Regions from separate parts of the Mus musculus genome. Here regions 2, 3 and 4 are each linked to region 1. Evidence: chromatin contacts called from public ChIA-PET data. All regions are on one chromosome and are shown on one strand. The core of a region is the stretch at or near the end of the contact, and the rest is flanking DNA. Distances in the headings are between cores, read along the strand shown. Region 1 has its middle 7.1 kb from the start of Gm32126. Region 2 overlaps Lpp (LIM domain containing preferred translocation partner in lipoma). Region 3 overlaps Lpp (LIM domain containing preferred translocation partner in lipoma). Region 4 overlaps Lpp (LIM domain containing preferred translocation partner in lipoma).

Region 1 (3,190 bases), core at 572-3,071:
CCCCACAAGTTTCCTTATATTGCTCAGTCCTACATGTTTTGTGGCCTTCTAGAACTGAAGGTAACTGTGTCAGCCTGTGAGAAACAGTTGAGAAACCTGCGGCCAGGCACCAGTTTTGTCTATTGTGTCTATTGTAAGAAACATTGATTTTCTGCGTTATTTATTGACATAGTTCCCTAAACTTAAGGGAAGAGGTCCAAACTTTGAGTGGAGTCTTTCCAAGAGAAGAGGTAAATAGTATCTGTGACATTCCAAAGATTTACCCTTTGGAGAAACTGGGAGAGAGGGAGGGGAAGAGGGAGAGGGGGAGGGGGAGGGGGAAGGGGAGGGGGAGAGGGAGGAGGAGGAGGGAGAGGGAGGGGGAGAAGGAGAGGGGGAGGAGGAGGGGAGAGGGGAGAGGAGGAGGGGGAGAGGGGAGAGGGGAGAGGGGAGAGGGGAGAGGGGAGAGGGGAGAGGGGAGAGGGGAGAGGGGAGAGGGATGCATTCCACACTTGGTGTAGGATCAGACTTGATTGGAGCAGACCAGAGGAGGAAGTTGCTACTAGACAGAATATAGTTAAGAGCTTTTGAATCATCTAAACTGATAGGACAGGGAGCTGCCCTAGGATGAGAATCTCACCCCAGAAGCAGTTCCACAGAGGCAATAGAAAGGATGCTAAATGGAAAAAGACAAGGCAAGAGGGTTTCAGGATATAAAAATGTCCCAGTTGGTATCCTATGAATCTCTCCAAAAGTCTAACATTTCTTTCTCTGAACAAGGGAATGTTCTAGAACAGCCATGGGAACAGAATGGCAATAGGTAGATTGAAACTTGGACAAGCTCATCTCTCTTCTCCCACTGTAAGAGAACCATGGGATTCTGCTCTCCAAAAAAAGAAAAAGAAAAAAAGAAAAGATAGTAAAGAACCAAGACAATCCAAGGCACTGTCCTAATTCCTAAGTTCAGATAATATGTGTAAGTCTTTGCTTTCAAATGGACTGTGGGAACTTTTATAAAACCACAGTTCCCTTGGCTGCTGTGTTAGGACCTAGTCTATCACATGTATAGTCAGTGTATAGTCAGTATCACTCAGCTTCAGGTGGGACTGGGCTTGAAGGACCACACTGCATGGCCTAGCATGTGAAACACCAGCAGAGGGTAGGGTTGGGGATTTGTAGGGCTGGGGTGGTCATAAAACCTTTGTCAGAATTTGTCCTGCTCCCTTGAGAGACCAATGGGATCATCAAGGATGTCTCTACTGCCCATCGTAATAACACTACAGGATGCTTATCTTTCATGGTCTAGGACCAAGTTGGAGGACTAATATATATCTGTAGTCCCCTCTCTCGTAGACCTATGAAGTCTTATTGATAATGGTGCTTTCCTCTTACTTATTTTACCATGGAAGTCAGGTGGCTGTTTTTGCCTAACAGTACTGCCATCCTGGGCACTCAGGCTGCAGAGCAAATACTTTGAATTCAGCAGTTACTCATGCACAGAGTGCTGGAAATGCAAGCAGCACTAAATTTAATAGCATTTCTTCATCTTTAGAGTAATGAAAACTGAGGCCTAGAGGGGTTGTGTAAATGTAATTATCCATTAGCCATTAACCTTGACCTGCATGATCTTAAGACTTAAAAGGTCAACAGATGTCTAGAGCTTTAGATTGTGGGCTACAGTGCACTAAAGAATTATACATAAGGTTTGATGGAAGTTACCGGAAGACTGGACTTGGGAACCATATCACTGAGGTGTAGATTTCTCACTGTTACTGCGCAGGCCCATCTTTCCACTCTCAGTAGCTCTGGGTCCTGTCATCTCTAAAGTGTGGAGGGTAAGGCTTGTATGACTGATCTCAGAAGTTCTGGTAAGCATCAGGAGAGAGAAAGGATGTGAAAGTTGTTTGTACTTGCTATGTAAGTGCAGGAATCCTTCTTCCTGCTAACAGGTTGATGCTGCAGGCAGAGCTCAGAGGATGTGTCTGTTTTCAGTGGCCTCTCTCCTCCTGAGGGTACTTTGCATGAATCTGTCCGCAGCGTTCATCTTTTAACCGCTGTCACGAGCTAACAAGGTGTCAGTCACTCTCACCGAGCCACTTATCGTATGGCATGGGATAACCGAACCTACAGCCACACTCACAAAGAGCTGAGGTGACCACTGAGGGAAGAGGGAAGTTCTGAGCTTAGCCATGCTCTCAAGAGATATTTAGATATTTGACTCATTATTATATATATATATCCAACACACCTTCCACAGTCTGTGCTGTTTACACTGAAAGCGAAAAAGTTGAAAGGGAAGAATCCTGCAATAACACAGCAAAAGAAACGGGGGCGTGAGGGGAGACAAGGACAGGGCTGATGAAGCCTCGGCATCTTATCTCTGGACTATAATTGACGATCTGAATGTTAGTATGAGATCTAAAGTGAAATGAATCGGTGGTTTCAGTTCCGGATATGGTATGCAAAGAAAAAAAAAAAAAAAAAACCTTGCTCTTTGAAATTCAGCACTTCCTTGTCTGTGCTTCAGGAAGCCACACGCCTGGTGTTGAGTGTGGAAACTGACTCATATCTGGCCCTTTGAGATTAGCCTCTCCAGCCCCCCCCCCCCCAGACTGTGGGCAGGATCTGGGGCCTAATGGGAAACCAGAATGGGGTCTGGCCTAATCTGGATCAGACACAACATCATTGGTACACATGCCTTTCAAGGTCCTTCCACATGGTTCTAGAGGCAGTGGCTCTTCTGGGCCATCCCCAGAGCATTGACGGTGCACTTGGCAGTGGGTAAGTGACCTGAGATGGAAGGAAACAGAATCACAAATGCAGTGCCTCCCAGCACTGTACTGTCATGTTAAAGGAAACCAGAGAACTGAGCCACTTGGTGGAAGTGCCTGGCCCTGAGATCTTATCATGTGCCTTCCCACCAAAAAGCCTCAACAATTAACAGCCATTTTCCCCTTTGACTGTCCCAACAAGCTTCTGTATGATAGTTAGGGGTTAGGGACAGGGAGAAGTAATTTGCACTTATTTAGAGTTTATTGAGAAGGAAGAAGCTTATCAGAGACTATAGCATGAAACCCTGGGCAGGTGGCAGGGAGCTCGGGTCTCCTGCACTCAGCCATAAGTGGTTTCCAGGCATTTTACAGACCGTCTCAAGACGGGAAAGGCCCACTAAAACAGCATATCTGTTTGGTTCTAGTTTTCATGTTCAAAA
Region 2 (2,965 bases), core at 324-2,823, 830 kb before region 1:
GAGTATAATCTGTGCAAAAATGTGGAAGTCCTTGGAACAAAGGCTCACCAAGGCCTTGCATGATTAAATGTGAAATGTGTATTTGGTAAGAACGTAGACAAATCGTATTCTCTATGCGCTTCTACAGAAAGGTTAATAGCACATGAAGAACAGAGACTATCCTAGTGGTTGAGCTATGCCTCTATTTTTCTACTTCTTCTCTTATCTTTTTCTTGTGTTGCGCTCTTCTTGCTGGCATGCACTCGGCAGCTGAGCTGGCTATTGACTCTACAGGTCAGTGCTTGCCTTGGCCGTCAAGACCCTGATGCGAGCCGAGTTGCAGGTCTTACAGAGAATGTGTCCATCCAAGGGGTAGCAGCCTTGGTTGTCTCCTTCGGACAGAAGACCACCACAGTCCTAAGGAAATGAAGACAGTGATGTAAGTGAACTGAACTACAGGGATAAACCCACTTTCCCCGAGCCTCTTAAGAGGCTTTCATAATGGGGACATTGTACCCCAACACTAGTACAAGTAGTAGCAGATTGTGAATGAAACTAAATTAGAGATTAACAACATAAATGCAATGGTAGCCAGGAGTAGTGGCACATACCTTTAATCCTAGAACTCAGGAAGCAGAGGCAAGTGGACCTCTATGAGTTCAAGGCCAGTCTAGTCTACATAGAAAATTCTAGCCAGGAAAGACTAGATAGGAAGACCCTGTCTCAAAACAAAACAATACAAATAGTGTAAAATGACTCTTCTAATCACCAAATACAAAACATAGTACAAAGAAGAAAATGCCTACAGATCTCAGCTCCCGGGGTAGCTTTCTCTCCTAAACAACAGTGAAGAAAAAAAAAAGCATCCCCTCCCCCAGCCTACCCTCTGTACTCAGTTTTAGGATTTCTTCAGAAGAATGGACAGGAACAAGAATAGAAGTTTATAGCTATTTAAATAAAAGGAAAGTGATTTCTGTCATGTAGAAAGGCTACCAGTGGCTTTTGCATATTTACTGCAATAGTAGCAAGGACATAAAATTTCAAGAGCTGGGAAGACTGATAATTGGTAACATTTTCCAAAAGGGATAGCATGGTGAAGAGGAATTTATGGGAGACCAGGAGATGAGCTCCCTGGGTGCCATTGTGAGGTTTGGCACGGTCTGTGAAGGCTGCACACAAGAATGAATACTACTCTGGAAATAATTCAGGCATTTTCTCCCCTACTGAGCTTTTGGGATGGTCAAGGCACATAATGGACATGAATGAGCAAAATGCAAAGAGTCACATTCATGTGAAATATGGTGCTGCTGTTGCTAACTGTGACTGCCTGTTCTGTAAGGTGTTAGGTAGCACTGGAAGCCAGCCCTTGCCTTTAGAAGAAATGGGAGTCTGCTTGGAAAATAATCAGAGTCACATTTAGCACGGTGTGCCTTGCTCACGTTGACAGAAGCTGTCACAGGCCATGGCTGCTGCAGAGTTACCCTCTGCTCTCTGAGAGTGGCAAAGAGATGAATGAAGCCAGGCCTAGAGCTGACAATAAACTCAGGGTATAAACAAGGCTGACCCAAAGTGCCACAGCAGACACCATTATGATCCACAGGAAGTGTGGCTTTGCCAAAAAGAACCAGTGATATATGATACTTTGAGATTTCTTCAGGAAGTGAGTAATGGAATCAAACCAAAAAAATATTCTAAAGAACATGATTCATAGAAGACACAGTTTTACATCTTCTCTTTCTCCTTCACCCTCTCCCTCCCTTCCTCCCTCCCTCTGTGTGTGTGTGTGTGGATGTGTATGTATGTGTGTGTGTGCATGTGCGTTACACATACACAAGGGTCAGATTTTGACAATGTCTGATGTCTTCCCTGTCATCCTCTCCTTGTTATGTTTTAGGATGGGGTCTCTCTCTGAATGTAGGGGTCACTTCAGTTTGGCTGGAGTGACTGGTTAATTAGCTCTTAGATGTACCTGTACCACCACCACCACCACCACCACCACCACCACCACCACCATCATCATCATAGCCTTTCCACTAGCTTAATAGTTTACAATATTCTGTGACATAATTTTCTGTTTAGGTCTCAAAGTCTTATCTGGAGGAATAAGAAATAGAAGCATTTAATATATACAGGGAGAGGGCCGTGGCTATGAAGAGTGGGGTAAATTGAGTGACGTAAGTGTATTATTAACAGCCTGTGTCAGAGCTAGAAACTGTGAGTGTTAAGGTCTTTGTTAGGCACCATAATCTCCAGGTTTTATGATTGCTCTGACTTGGGGATGCCACAGACCTCACAGCGATAGCAGTGCACATGGAAATCACGGTCCAGAGCCACAATGCGGACAGTCTCCTCCTGGCCTGGGGCTGGCATGATAGGTTCCTTGCACACAGAACAGCGCGGGGCAAATTTCCTGAAAATAGAAAGAATTCTGGTGAGATGTCAAGTACAGGAGAAGGGTACAGAAGGAAACAGAAAGACTCAAAGGCTGACACCTGTGCTGTATTTCCTGTGTGACCTTGACCGAAAGAGACTGAGGCAGCAGAGGCCTCCCCAGATGGTGTGTAGTGCTCTCTGTCAGGGAAGAGGATGGATCTGCCTTGTACAGAGAACACCAGGGAACGCATTAGCAGGCAGCATGTAGGATGCAGCAATCCTGTGCACAGGACTATTCCATGGGCATGAGCTAGCTGAACACAGGAAACAAGGTCCTGCCTAAACATGGATGAGAAAGGTCTTGGTAGGCCCTGGCTACCCTCTGACTTGCTTCTATTAGTATTCCTTCATTCTGCCATAGACAAATAACCTAACATTATTAATCTCTACAGCCTCTTTCGTTAAAATGTGTCTTGAATTCTTGACCACAGGAAACCTCAAACACACATTTGCATATATATCATTTGTGAAGGTGTGAATTGAGATATGATTTGGCATAGACACACATAAGAACTGAAGACAATCCTTAAAAGATACACAGAACCAGCATGTC
Region 3 (3,102 bases), core at 459-2,958, 550 kb before region 1:
CTAAAATAAATGTCAAAATGAAAGCACCTCTAAAAATGGAAACCAAATGCCTGCTCTTTCTGTCTGCTGGAACCTCAGTAAGTGGTTACTACTCACATCCCATCTGCCCACCATCTTGTTGATTAGGCCATCAGTCCTAGACTTGCAAACCTTTGGATCTTCCTGTCTACAACCTGTCTCATTGATAGAGTCCTGCCAGCTTTCACATCTAGGTAGTTTGAAGCATTACTGCCTGTTGTCTGTTTTCCAGCAGGAGGCCACCATGACTAGAACACTTCTCATCAAAGCCTCCAGATGTTCCCCAGCTCCCTCTAAGGAAGACCCAGAGTCCAGAGCCCTGTGCCATGATCAGGAGCTGCTTTCTTTCTCACTGATACCTAGCATCTTGATTCACAGAGTGCAGCAGCCAATCCAGGCTGCTTTCCAATCTGACCCATGCCATTGCTGGCTAGAATCTGTGCCGTCTTTTCTCCTCTATCCCCTAAAATAACAAAAAATTGAAACGTGCCTGTCTGGAACATCCTTTAACATGCATCTAATAGCTTGTTTCAATACAACCTAGGTAGCTGTGCTCCAATGCTACCTCATCTTAAGTGTCTCCCCAGAAACCCCAGAAAAAAACGCAATGACCAGACCATCCCATCCCCTCTATGTTTTACCTTCAACTTTCTCTCTACCACTTAGTTAGACTTTAGTACATAATTGTCTGCTTTTGAATCCTCTCCCACAGGAAAATGAACCCTTTAAGGACGTACATTTCACTTTATTTGTGATTGTACCCTCACCATCCAGAAAACATTCAACAATGTCCACTAAGTACCTCATAAAAAGAGATAAATGAGTCCTTCGGTTACTTCTCTTGCAATTCCAGAAATAAGATGTGAGTAGAAGAATTTAATAGCATAAAAAGTCACATAGCAATGCAATCACCTTTAGAAGAGAGTTGCAGTTTTACTCAATAAAGGTAAAATATTATATGTTACCATCGATTTGGATTGTGAGTAATAGAATATAAAACTTGGACTCAGCTGTGCTGGACTGGAATGAGAGTAAGTAGGTGATGCAGGCTTTGTTCCCGGCACTGCCCCTTGTGGGCCTCGGGCAGCAGAGAGAACTCCACACATGTGGGACTTCCTACTTCTGGGATTTGGTATAAATTCAACTACCACTCATTCAAAAGATAGTGTCTCGGGGTTTGTTTACAGGACATATTTCACTGTTGTCAACTCTATTCGCAAGTTTAGAAAGGAGTCACATTTGAAATTGTGTGGCATTTCCAGAAAACATTATGCCACATCACTAACACAGAAAGTAGGCATAGCAGGTTCTTCCTCTTCACACACCAGTGGGTGTGAGATATCATCAACTACAACATAGAAGGGAAAGTAGTCAGGATGCTAAGCTCTTCCAGAAAAAAAAAAAGCACCCCATTCACACATGAAGATACATGGCAGTTTTCCTTTAATGCACACACTTCCAATGCTTGCTACACCAGCTCGCAGATATAAGGGATTGATACTCTGTGTTCTCCTGAGTAGTAGAGGTGACCTTTCAAAAGCCACCCCTCCTCATCCCCCAGCCTGCAATCCCATGGAGATCAAAGCCAGCTTGCTATTATGCAGTAACATTTCTGTGATCAGATACAGTGTGGGCTCTACAATTCTATGTATGTCAAGACATTTTCACATAAGTGACTCACTCGGTAGAGGCTCCGGCAGGGCACACCACACTCACACCTTCTCTTTTGAGGTTGAGCCCACCTCAGGAGAGTTACAAGAGAACATCCTGTTTAGCTGATCTGCTCTGCAACTCAACAGTGTAACTGGACTTGACTTAACAATACATCTTCTCTTCCATAATCTATCACAAAAATCTTTCCATCTATTTCTGTTCTCCAGCTCATATGTATGACAAGTCAGTCTTAGACAAGCATACACGTTAATCACCTATTCTTACATTAAAGGCACCAGGAAACAGAGGTGATGATTAGACTTCCTAAATATGTTCACAATTCCAGGGAGAATGGGTACTGCTCCTGGGGTGAATATCTGAAGGTCTATGCTGGCTCAGTCACTGTACATCAGCTCCAGGAAGCACCACAACGTGGGCTGCACTGTAACTGAGGCACATAATCGTGCTGTTCTTGGGCAGGCTACAAGCGGCTTGAAAAAGCTAGGGCAACTTTTCACAGGTCGATAATATGATTGGCCTATGTCTTAGTGAACACTACCATGGTCTATAAACTGGAAGCTTGGTAAATGTGATACTCTTGAGCTGGGAATCTTTAGAAGGTGGATCTTGTGAAAAAAGCAGATTATGAAATGAATGCTCATGGAGGCAAACCTTGCCTTCTGATATATGCATATGAGGACACTCTTCCCATGATGCCATTTGCCTTGAAGTAAGGGCAGAAAAACTTGGCTGTTAACAGAGCCATATTGCTTGAATGTCAACCTCCAAGAATTTTTATTTTAGCTCCAGGTCTTTTGTTACAGTAATAAAACATACTAATAACAACCAACAACAACAAAATTCAGAAAGGCTTTAGACCTTGAGTAGTATTCCCATCAGGGCAAAACCAAAGCAAGGAGAAAGAATAAAATAATGATGTGAACATTTACAACATACAAGATACTGAAATGTGTTCCAAGAACAGGTAACCACTGTACTTCATTTCCCGTGGAAACCGCTACAAATCACTGTTGGCTAGCAAGGACCTGCTACTGACCTTAATGAGATATTACACAACAGACTGCATATGTCTGCACTAAATGAATGAATTCCCTGTTACTATCAACATAAACTCAGGATGTATTACCTAAAGGAAAAAGCCTACTTCCTGTCTGAACACTTCATCTCTTTTTGAAATGTACCATTTTAGAAGAGTATAAAGCTGCTTTTCTGGGCTTATGATGGGTAAAATAACAACCTAGTAATAGTCAAATTGTAACTTCTAGATCTTGTGGACAAATTTCTTTATTTGCCAGAATAAACGCTGAAGATGTGGTTAACCATAAACAATCTGAGATGAAGACAAAGACCTGAATTACCCAGGTAGACCTAATCTAATCACACAAGGCCCCCAAAGCAGAAATACTCCCT
Region 4 (3,122 bases), core at 401-2,900, 760 kb before region 1:
TAGGAGTCCTCATTCTTGATATGTTTCTTAAATGACTTTAAGGTCGCCTCTCCTAAAAAAGCAATGTTAGTGTAGCAACAAAAACTCCTTTATGAAAAAAAAAAAAACTTATGGTCACATGAATAGCATCTCTAGCCTGGGTGTAGACCTCACATCACAGTTGGAATGTGCCAATCATTTGGCCAAGGGATCCCCTCTTGAAAGGCAGCTCATCCCTCACCACTGTGAACAGTCAGATGGAATAGTAACTCTTTAATGAGATGCTGCAGCTTTCCTTACCATAACTCCTGTTCTTAGTGTAGAACCTTACCAGGCCACAGCCATACAGCTTTGCAATGGAAGTCTGCCTGCTGTTCTGAATCATTCAGACAAGGGTAATGTCTCCCTTTCTTTTCTATAGGAGAGGAAGGAGGAGGAGGAGGGGGAAAAGGGGAGGAGGAAGAGGAGGAGGAAGAGGAGGAGGAGACCTGTGTCACAGAGCAAGACAGAAAATGATCACTTTGAATCAATTTTCAAAGACAAGATGATGCTGGAATTGGTCATATAGCATTTAGGCATAAAAATGTGAACAAGATATTTCAGTACCAGGCATAGAATCAGAAAGGCAAGGTCAAACATGATTTCTTGGGGACTATAAAGGAGGCCAGGATCAGTATAGTATTAGACAGAATGCATGGGGTCAGACAACTGGGGTCAAACACAAACCTAATTCACAGAATTTCTACATGTAAAGGTTTAGACAATTCTATGATTTTAATTTATGAGCAACAATTAGTGTGTAGGAACAGTCACACATGAGGCATCATGGAAAGACAGACTGGACTGACTTACATACGTTACAGCCACTTGAATTGTCCCTCACTCCTATGGCATGTGGCAGTCTGGGAAAGAACATGCTGGGAGCCTGACTCTGGCTTTCTAGCAAACTATGACAAAGACAGGCTTCATGCTCTGCCGGCTTCTGTCCTGTTGTGCTTTGCCAAGTCACTGAAGCCCACAACCCTTGGTCGGCTCAGAGCCCAGAGCTGTATCTGTGTTTCCAGGACAGCTAGCTAAACACAATGCCTCTCAGAGCTACTCTATTTCTTGAGGAGAAAACACAATCAACAAATTTGTTGTCAGGGCAGATTTGTGAGGCTGGCAGTTTGAGATCTAATTTTAAAGCTTGTCCAAATTTTGGAGAGGAAACCTGCCATTTCAACAGGAAGAAAAGGAATGAAGATTAAGGAGGTCTAGCTCAGTCAGGATAGATATTTTTTTAAAAGATTATAAAAGGGGGAGCACCATGGCTCACACTGTACAGAAAAGTGGAGTATGCTGGCTTCAGAAGGATTTACGCTGGACCTCTTTCTGGAAACAAGTGCCAGGAAGTCATCTGTAATAAGCATTGCCTAACAGACAAAAAGACAGGGATGGCTCCAAGTTCAAGGTGTCTCTCCTAAATCATGTGATAGAAAATGCAGATGTGTTCACATCTGGAGCAGGAAACATGGTTTACTCTTTAGGTTGTATTTTAGCTGAGCCATGCTTTAATTTAAGCTCCTCTTTCTTTCAGCTTTAGAAAGTAAGGCGCTTCACAGAGAGAGATATGGAACACGGGGTGTGGCTAAAACCCACAACACTCAGGGAGCAGATTCTCTGTTCACTTACTCATGGTGCTGCCTCCGCCTCTTCCCTGCTGCCAAAGACCTTTCAGGAAAAGCTGGTAATGGATGAGTGTGTAAGAAATAATGAAATAGCTAAGCAGTCTTTGCCTTTTGGGAGAAAGCCCAAAGTCCTTAGCAAGACCTCTGTCCATCTCAAAACCCGCCTTACTTCAAGCTGCTCTCTCGGTCTCTGACCACAGTGGCCTCTTTCAGGTCCTCAAGTCAGCAAGTTCCACTGCCTGAGACGTCTAACCTCCTGTCCACTCCTCAGCTCAGTAAGGCATCACTTCCTTAGGAATGAGTGCCGTGACCCTTCTGTCTGTTCTTTATTGGAAATGAAAATCCTAAACCAGACTGAAAGTCTGCTTCACTGACTGTTCAACATCCACAGCTTACAAACAGCAGCCTCCTAGATGAGTTTTGTTAATAGGTAAATATATTTTTTCCTTCCCAAAAAATAAGGTGTCCCCAATTTTCAAAACAGAGAAATTAGAGGTTAAATTACCTAACTGGGGTGAACCAAGAACATATGTTTTAGTCACTGGTTCAAATTAGATTATTATAAGGAACACATATAGGAACAATATATAAGTTTATTTTACTTAGAGAAAGCTAAATCAACCACAGTTTGTTCTGAGGTACCACAGCTTCCTGTTTCAGACTGAACCACACCAATACGAATGGCTCTGGAATGGTGACAGAGAGCAAAGACAGGCTAGACATGCATCGAAGCATCCCTGCTTTGTGGCTCAGCTTAGTCATACTTCCAACCGTGTCTTGTAATTATCACCTGAGTCCCAGCCCATGGAGTATGGTAGAAGGAACATGGGGTCACTCTTCCAGGATGGCAATCAGCTGCAGCTCCTGATGAGACCCTGGCCACCATCTTTCCTCCTGTGTCCAAGGCTAAGGCTGTAGCCTGTGGGCCTTAGAGCTCTAGAGCAATGGTAGACCTGGCAGCAAAGTGGGTTCATGTCCCTGAGTCCACAAGTGGAAACCAACAAGGAGCCATTATTGAAAAAATAACTATTGTATTAAAGCACTAAGTTTTTAAATATGCAATAATAATATAACATAACATCAAAAACATATAGATGTAATATGTTGTCATTAATTTAACTAGTATTGGTGTGCTTATACACACACACACACACAGACACACACACACACTACCACCACTATGTGTGTATGGTGGTCAGAGGATAATTTTGGGCATCTGCTCTCACCTTCACCATGGGCTCCAGGCATGAGGGCAATAGCCTTGTGAAGCAAGCACTTTAAACTACTGAGCCCTGGGCCTGGCCTTGATGTTTATTGAGTTCCCTTCAATGTAAAGGTCATGGCCAGATCAGCACCAGCCTAAGGCTCTGATTTCTGGTGCAGCAGTCCTTCCTTCACTGCATAGACTAATTTCTGTCACTTTTCTCCTTTGTGCTGGGGCTTTTTTTCTTAAAAAAAATCCTTGGTTAGCACATG

What was found. ChIA-PET counts read pairs in DNA pulled down with a chosen protein or histone mark.
Region 2: an RNA polymerase II ChIA-PET map of memory CD8 T cells shows a contact between it and region 1, with 29 read pairs. The contact joins two enhancer-like sites. A contact is called at or near these places in 1 of 484 Hi-C or Micro-C datasets (bone marrow-derived macrophages) and 5 of 115 datasets of contacts at active chromatin or transcription factors (CD8 T cells, acute myeloid leukemia, bone marrow-derived macrophages and 1 more).
Region 3: an RNA polymerase II ChIA-PET map of memory CD8 T cells shows a contact between it and region 1, with 25 read pairs. The contact joins two enhancer-like sites. A contact is called at or near these places in 4 of 115 datasets of contacts at active chromatin or transcription factors (CD8 T cells, T-cell acute lymphoblastic leukemia, memory CD8 T cells and 1 more).
Region 4: an RNA polymerase II ChIA-PET map of memory CD8 T cells shows a contact between it and region 1, with 39 read pairs. The contact joins two enhancer-like sites. A contact is called at or near these places in 2 of 15 datasets of contacts at CTCF or cohesin (CD8 T cells and large pre-B cells), 3 of 484 Hi-C or Micro-C datasets (CD8 T cells, cerebellar granule neurons and pro-B cells), 6 of 115 datasets of contacts at active chromatin or transcription factors (CD8 T cells, bone marrow-derived macrophages, effector CD8 T cells and 3 more) and 1 of 9 other capture datasets (embryonic stem cells).

Annotation. Positions count from the first base shown.
Region 1 is chr16:24,150,847-24,154,036 of GRCm38.p6, reverse strand. No RefSeq gene overlaps it. Among named protein-coding and RNA genes, the nearest start is that of Gm32126, 7.1 kb to the left of the region's middle. Within about 2 kb of position 1,821, at least 134 of the 459 cell types and tissues checked have an H3K27ac peak or open chromatin away from gene starts, as enhancers often do. A contact at or near this core is called in CD8 T cells, bone marrow-derived macrophages, memory CD8 T cells and 2 more, where this site is marked.
Region 2 is chr16:24,976,624-24,979,588 of GRCm38.p6, reverse strand. Lpp (LIM domain containing preferred translocation partner in lipoma) reads right to left here. Exons shown (of 13, transcript NM_178665.5): 12 at 2,269-2,389; 13 at 1-396. The coding sequence ends at 268. Among named protein-coding and RNA genes, the nearest start is that of Gm52245, 37 kb to the right of the region's middle. Within about 2 kb of position 1,573, at least 40 of the 459 cell types and tissues checked have an H3K27ac peak or open chromatin away from gene starts, as enhancers often do. A contact at or near this core is called in CD8 T cells, bone marrow-derived macrophages and memory CD8 T cells, where this site is marked.
Region 3 is chr16:24,703,052-24,706,153 of GRCm38.p6, reverse strand. All of the region lies in intron 7 of Lpp (LIM domain containing preferred translocation partner in lipoma), which reads right to left. Among named protein-coding and RNA genes, the nearest start is that of Mir28a, 120 kb to the left of the region's middle. Within about 2 kb of position 1,708, at least 21 of the 459 cell types and tissues checked have an H3K27ac peak or open chromatin away from gene starts, as enhancers often do. A contact at or near this core is called in CD8 T cells, memory CD8 T cells and regulatory T cells, where this site is marked.
Region 4 is chr16:24,912,414-24,915,535 of GRCm38.p6, reverse strand. All of the region lies in intron 10 of Lpp (LIM domain containing preferred translocation partner in lipoma), which reads right to left. Among named protein-coding and RNA genes, the nearest start is that of Gm52245, 27 kb to the left of the region's middle. Within about 2 kb of position 1,650, at least 143 of the 459 cell types and tissues checked have an H3K27ac peak or open chromatin away from gene starts, as enhancers often do. A contact at or near this core is called in CD8 T cells, bone marrow-derived macrophages, memory CD8 T cells and 2 more, where this site is marked.